Regions from separate parts of the Pan troglodytes genome. Here region 1 is linked to region 2. The links are chromatin contacts, called in public Hi-C maps. All regions are on one chromosome and are shown on one strand. The core of a region is the stretch at or near the end of the contact, and the rest is flanking DNA. Distances in the headings are between cores, read along the strand shown.

The links. A called contact is a pair of places that touch in the nucleus more often than the background predicts.
Region 1: a contact with region 2 is called in a Hi-C map of stem cell-derived neural progenitor cells, with 4 times the contacts expected there. The contact joins the promoter of SLC44A1 here to the enhancer-like site in region 2. A contact is called at or near these places in 1 of 7 Hi-C or Micro-C datasets (stem cell-derived neural progenitor cells) and 1 of 1 datasets of contacts at active chromatin or transcription factors (stem cell-derived excitatory neurons).

Annotation. Positions count from the first base shown.
Region 1 is chr11:33,184,094-33,187,492 of NHGRI_mPanTro3-v2.0_pri, forward strand. It overlaps SLC44A1 (solute carrier family 44 member 1), which reads right to left and starts at 1,268. Exons shown (of 16, transcript XM_009457052.5): 1 at 1,135-1,268. The coding sequence starts at 1,170.
Region 2 is chr11:33,013,594-33,016,699 of NHGRI_mPanTro3-v2.0_pri, forward strand. The region is part of intron 15 of SLC44A1 (solute carrier family 44 member 1); the gene reads right to left. Among named protein-coding and RNA genes, the nearest start is that of FSD1L, 28 kb to the left of the region's middle. Within about 2 kb of position 1,623, at least 7 of the 24 cell types and tissues checked have an H3K27ac peak or open chromatin away from gene starts, as enhancers often do. A contact at or near this core is called in stem cell-derived neural progenitor cells, where this site is marked.

The DNA.
Region 1 (3,399 bases), core at 18-2,517, 170 kb after region 2:
CTAATGAAACTGTGAGATTACATCCCAGGCGTTGTCAGAGCCTATTTTTCATACACCACCACAAGACAGTTTGATGCAGTATTCCTGATTGCTTTTTATAGTATTTGTAAATACACTCGCTAAACCACTAAATTAGGTAATTTACAAACAGGTCCTCTCAGTTATTAGTGGCCAGTAGTCGAGTTCTATTACATTTGATTCTCGTACAGTTGTCTAAACATTTCCACCCAGGTTAAGGGCTCGGATCCGAGAGAAGGAGGTTGGCGAAATTTGGATGGGGGCAGGGTAGAAGCTGAGAGAAATCTCTGCATCTCAGCCCTCAGCGACAACATTCAGCCAGTGCCCACAGAAAAACTAAATTCGGAACCTCTTCCTCCTGTTACACTGGCAACAAAGAGGGAGTTTCCGTAGCGCTCCCGTCACCCACCAGGTGCCCAATCTCCTTCCCAGCCCAGAGTCGGCGCTCCCGCAGGGGCCTCCGAGTGCGCGGAGGCCGCGGGGCCCGGGTCACGGCACTAAGGGGGGATGGGGTGCAAGCGAGGTCTGCGGAGCGGGCCGTGGAAGGGCTCCGGGACCCGCTGAAACCATCTGAACCCAGCCAGGGGGCAGCGGGCAAGAGAAAAGGGACAGAATATCTAATGAAGCAGAAACTGGAATTCGGTGGGAGAGGTGAAGAGCTCTTGCTGGGGGTACACCTGCGAGGAGCACAGAAAACGGGCGGCGGATGGCGGGGAGACTCCACGGAGGTGGAAGAGAGGAGCCAGGCCCGGAAGAACAGGGAAGGGGATGCCACCTGGGGCAGAGGAGGCGCCAGTGCAGCCTCTACCTGCAGGCGGGCGGGACGGGCCGCTCAGGTGTGACTGGGAGGAGGGGGCCGACTGGGGAAGGGGCCGGTAAGAGCTGAGGGCGCACTAGGCGCCGCGCAGAGGCGCCTGCGAGTCGGCAGCCGCGGAGCCAGCGCACGGGCATCGGCGGGACCCGGCGGACGGAAAGGCGGAGTGGGGGTCTTTGGACTGCACGGTGCGCTCAGGGGAGGCTGGGGACAGCGAGAGGTATCGGGCGGCGGCCGCCCGCCGCGCGACGCGGCGCACGGGAGGCATCCGGGCGGGCGGCCGGGAGGCGGGAGCCCCTCACCTGCGCGGCGGAGGAGGCGGAGCTGCAGCAGCCCATGGCGGGGCCGAAGGAGCCCGGAGGCGGCGCCGGGCGCGCAGCTACGCCCCGGAGCCCCTCGGCATGCGAGCCGGCGGGCGCCCGGGGAGGGCGCGGCCTGGCACCGCACGGCTAGGCGGCGGCGGCGGCTGCAGCGGCGGCTGGTACTCAAGAGGCGGCGCGGCTAGGGGCAGGCGCCGGCCACATCCCCCGGCGGCGGCGGCGGCGGCGGCGGCGGCGGCGGCGGCTACGCGTCTCCTGCTCTGCTCCTGCTGCAGCAGCTGCTCCCCAGCGGAAAGGGGCGGGCGGCGGCGGCGGCGGCGCCTCCCTCTGTCCCCCCGCCTCCCGCCTCCCGCGCCCAGTCCCTCTCCCGCTCCCTCTCCCGGGCCGCCGCCTCCTCAGCGCCGCGCGCGTCTCCCATCAGACTCCCCGCCCCCAGTGCAGCGCCGTGCGGGTGGCAGGGCGGCGGCAGCCAGAACAAGGCCGGGCCCTTCCGCGCGTGTCAGAGGCTGCGCGGCGCCGGGCTTATTTAGCTGTGGCACCGAGGCAGCTCTCTGCCTCGAGGCTGGAGGGCAACGCGGTCTGAGGCAGCCAAAGACCGGGCCAACTCGCTGCCAAAAAGGGGCCGGATTGCTTCCGGATCTAGGAGGCAAGCGGGACTTCTCCCTCTCCCTACTGGACGCACAACTCAGGATCCTGATGGCTTCTTACCGCTCCGTCGGCTGTTTTTTTCTCCAGAGGAAAGCGTACACAAGAAACCTTTCCTGGAGAAGGAATAGGTGATAAGAAGACGGGAAGAAACAAGCATCTGTTGCTACTGTCCCCATTTTGCTGATGTGGAAACTGAGGCTTGAAAGGGACCAAGAACCTAATGAAATGTCCCCAAGGTTGAAATGGTAATAAATAGCCAGAAATGAGGAAAAGGCAAAAAGTTATCCAGGCGCGCAAGTCAAAGCCATACTGGATCTAAGCTAAACTTTCTTATACAGGATAGTCTACAAAAAACAATAAGGGGACATTAATTTATTCATATTAAAAATACTTACTGAAGACACACTACGTTCCAGTGACTGGTACTGGGAATAAAGAGGCGAACAAAAGAGACTTAACAAGTTCCTGTTGCTAAATCAGTAAGACTCAAGGAAGTAGCAACAAGTTAGAGTAGACGTGGTAACTACCTTCAAGAAATTTACAATTCCAAACGAGTCGTTAGGAAATACAGTATGAGGTGAAAACAGTTAAAAAGTGAAAGAAATAAAACTACAGATAATGATGTTTAAAAAAACCCCCACATTATCAGGCACTGTTATAGCCTTCATATGTCATTTCATCTTGTCAAAGAATGTCTCAAAAGACAGCCACAGGAAAGAAAAGAAAAACTTTATTTGCAAAGCTTCAAGGGAGTGAGACTTCCAAAAGGACTGATTGACCAAATATGAGACATCAAGTTTTAAAGATTAGTTAAAGTGTAGAGGGAAGAAAAGAACACAGAATTAAATTGACTTTACATGCACTGAAAGGGAATCTAAGCCAAGGAAAGTTGGAATGGTAGCCTGTAAGGGGACAGCTACAGAAAGGGCCAGGGAAGAAGAATTCCTAATTGATGTTTTCCTATGCCATTTCCTGAGTTCGTGACTGTGGACGAGTTATCTCTCCAAATCTCATTGTCCTCTTCTGTGAAATGCTGGTAGCAGGGATGACTGCAAAGGCTTGTGGTCAAGATTAAATAACATAAGAAAGTGCTGCTAGGTCAGCAAGTACTCAACTGCTTGAGATCTTGAATTCTTCTGCATTCTTTCTAGTTTCCTTTCGAGTTAATCAGAGGGTCCACCATACCACGGAGCTGGCGAATCCTACATGTGTTTCCCATAACCATTAAACCAATAAATACAAGTGAAGACATAAAACTAATGGTTCTAGTCCCAATTCTGGTTGTAAACTCCAGAATTAGATTGTAAACTCCCTGAGAACAAGGAAAAGTATTTTCTCCTTTGTATCTCCCTCAGCTCTCTCAAATGTTTGTTGAATTATTCAGTGCAGCCAAGAATAAAAAACATTCCCTTGAGATTTTCCCTCAAAGCCAGAAAAGTACATCTTGTTTTTAACTCGGGGAGGAGGCTGAAAGTAAAATTACAGTCCTAAACAAGAAGCCATCTGTCTTCCTTCTTTATAGTCAAGGAAAGGGGAGTTGTTTCTCTTTGCAGAGTCAATATGGGAGCATTTCTCTCAGATTAGAAAAATCTTTTTGGC
Region 2 (3,106 bases), core at 373-2,872:
TAGAAGTGAGACCCTGAGTAATTTCTGTTTTAAACGCTGCCTTTTTTACCTTCCTTGCACCCCCTATTGTGATGCCTTTTGAGAAACACTGATTTCTCAAAACTGTGGGCTTTGAGAAATCTTTGAACTGTGGGCTGTTCAAAATCATCTACTCAGGAACAATCAGGCTGCCAAAGGATTCATTTGTTGATTCACTCAATAAACCTCTATTGTGCCCTTAATAACTCCCCAGTTACCCTTGGCTACCTTCACAAAGTTGTGCAGCTCATCCTCCTATCTCAGGCTTGGGATCAACCATAGAACCCAGTAAAGTCTTGACCTTTCCTTTCTTATGTTTGATGGGTGAGTATCCCACCAAAGAACCTGGCTTCCACTCTGAGAGGAAAAAAAAATCTCCTTTTCTCATCAAGAGCATTCATATATTTACAGAAACTCTGCCAATAAATAGATACCTAATGGTTATTTATGGGACATAAACATTCCAAAGTGGTGAAAATGCATCTTATTCCTATGGTTTTTTTTTTCTTTTTTGTTCTAGCAGGGTCTCGCCATGTTGCCCAGGCTGGAGTGCAGTGGCTATTCACAGGTGTGTTCATCACGTACTACAGCCTAGAACTCCTGGGCTCAAGAGATCTTCCTGCCTTAGCCTTTTGAGTAGCTGGCACTACAGTTGTGCACCACGGTGCCCAGACTACTATGATTTTAAACACAGATAAAAATAATAAATCTATTACTATCTAAAAATTAAAATGCTGCTATGTTTTACGGCAATATTAACTTTGTAAATCCAAGATAAATAAAAATTCTAGTCGTAAAAAAAGGGATAAATTAGATTGCTACAAATAAATTACAACAAAAATTTCATTAGAAACTTAAAATTGCTATAACATGTTTACCCAGGGGGTGCTGAGGGAGCATGCATTCTTAGGAACTTTAATGAAAATCATGGATCCAAATGCAGACTACAGCTAAAAAACACTAACTGTCGGCTGGGCGTGGTGGCTCACGCCTATAATCTCAGCACTTTGGGAGGCCGAGGCGGGCGGATCACGAGATCAGGAGATAGAGACCATCCTGGCTAACACAGTGAAACCCCATCTCTACTACAAAAAGTTAGCCAGGCATGGTGGGTGTGCCTGTAATCCCAGCTACTTGGGAGGCTGAGGCAGGAGAATTGCTCGAACCCGGGAGGCAGAGGTTGCCGTGAGCCAAGATCGTGCCACTGCACTCCAGCCTGGGTGACAGAGCAAGACTCTGTCTCAAAAAAACAAAAATACAAAAAAAAAAACCCAAACACTAACTGTCCAGGGAAAGCTTAGCATGCCCTGAGTCCATCTATTTTTTTTTTTTTTAACTTTCTGACTCTTAGAAAAATTTTTGCACTAGAATAGACTTTAAAGGTCATTGAATTAGCCTTTCACTCTGTGCTCAATACTGCTTTACAACATCCCAGCTGCAAAAGTACCACCCAGCCTCTACACACATTCCTTCGTAGTCAGGGGGATCACGTCTTCTCCTGGGGTTAAGTCCATCTTGGTAGTGTTCCAGTTTTTAGGAAGTCTTCCTCACATTCTGTCTGATAGGCAGGAAAAGCCAGTGACTCCACTAGGTGGCCTTTCCCCTCCTAGGACTTAGCACAGTGCCTGGATTAGGACTGCATCTCAGCTGCATTTAACAGAAACCTATTATAGTGGCTTAAACAAGAAAGGGATTCATTCTTCTCACGTAACAGTAAGCCCAGAAGACAGCAAGCCCAACTGTGGAGAAATCAGGCAAGAATGCTTTCTGGGAACCAGGCTCCTTCTATCTTTTGGTTCTGCCATCTTTGGTCTGTGGTTCTGTTGGTGTTTGTAATATGTCTTTTGTTCTTTCGAGTAGGATCACATCTGCATTCCAGACAGGCCAGAGAAGGGGAAAACCAGGAAGATGGGTGGCACCTATATCGGGAAGGCGAAATTTTCTTGGAAATTGCCAGTATTCTTCAGCTTATATCTCATTGGGCAGAACTATGTCATACGGCCACTTCAAGCTTCAGGGAAGTATGGAAAGGTGAGTATTTTAGTAAGGCATTTTGCTAACCAGAATGATATCTGGGTTATATTCATGAAAAAGATGGGCAGAAGAGCAATAGCAGGGCAATCAGCACTCACTGCCACAGCCTGATAGTAATAGGTGATTAACATATGTTAACTGACTGATGAAACAGAAGTCTTTTTCCAACCATTAGAACCCTTTAGGGGCTCAGGACATGACTATAGACACCATTTCTTCTACAACATCCCTTTAGATATTTGAATATAGTAATCATTGCTTTTCCCTTTCTCTACCCCAAGATGTCTCTTTTCCCAGTAGATATCTTCTCTAGGCTTGTCTCTGAAAACACTCTCATTCGTTTATATTCCAGGTGTGGATTGACCTATAAAAAGTAATGCAGAGTAGGCAGGGCGCGGTGACTCATGCCTGTAATCCTAGCACTTTGGGAGGCTGAGGCGGGTGGATCATCTGAGGTCAGGAGTTTGAGATCAGCCTGGCCAACATGGTGAAAACCCGTCTCTACTAAAAATACAAAAAAATTAGCCGGGCGTGGTGGCAGGTGTCTGTAATCCCAGCTACTCGGGAGGCTGAGGCAGGAGAATCGCTAGAACCCAGGGGGCAGAGGTTGCAGTGAGCTGAGATGGTGCCACTGCACTCCAGCCTGGGTGACAGAGTGAGACTCCATCTCAAAAAAAAAAAAAAAAAAAAAAAAGGAATGCAGTCATTTCCTTTCTCCTGCTGTATATCACGTGGTCGCTATTATCAAATAGCTACCACAAAAGCACATATTGTGCCCAGACCTTGGTTTCCAAATACCAGTTTCCATTAAAAGGAACCAGGGCTTTGAAGACTTGGCTGATTACAGAGTTGAGACCAGGAAAGCATAAGATGAGCTTGGAACATCTGGTTGCGTCAGTGAACAAGGAAGTACTCAAAGAATGATGGGGACAGATCAAAAGTACAGGAGCCAGCTTGAATGGGCTCCTATTGGCTAAATCTGAGACAATGTGGGCATAAAAATAAATGAAGATAACAGAAAAAAGTAACAATCTGGGATTTGATATTTATTTAT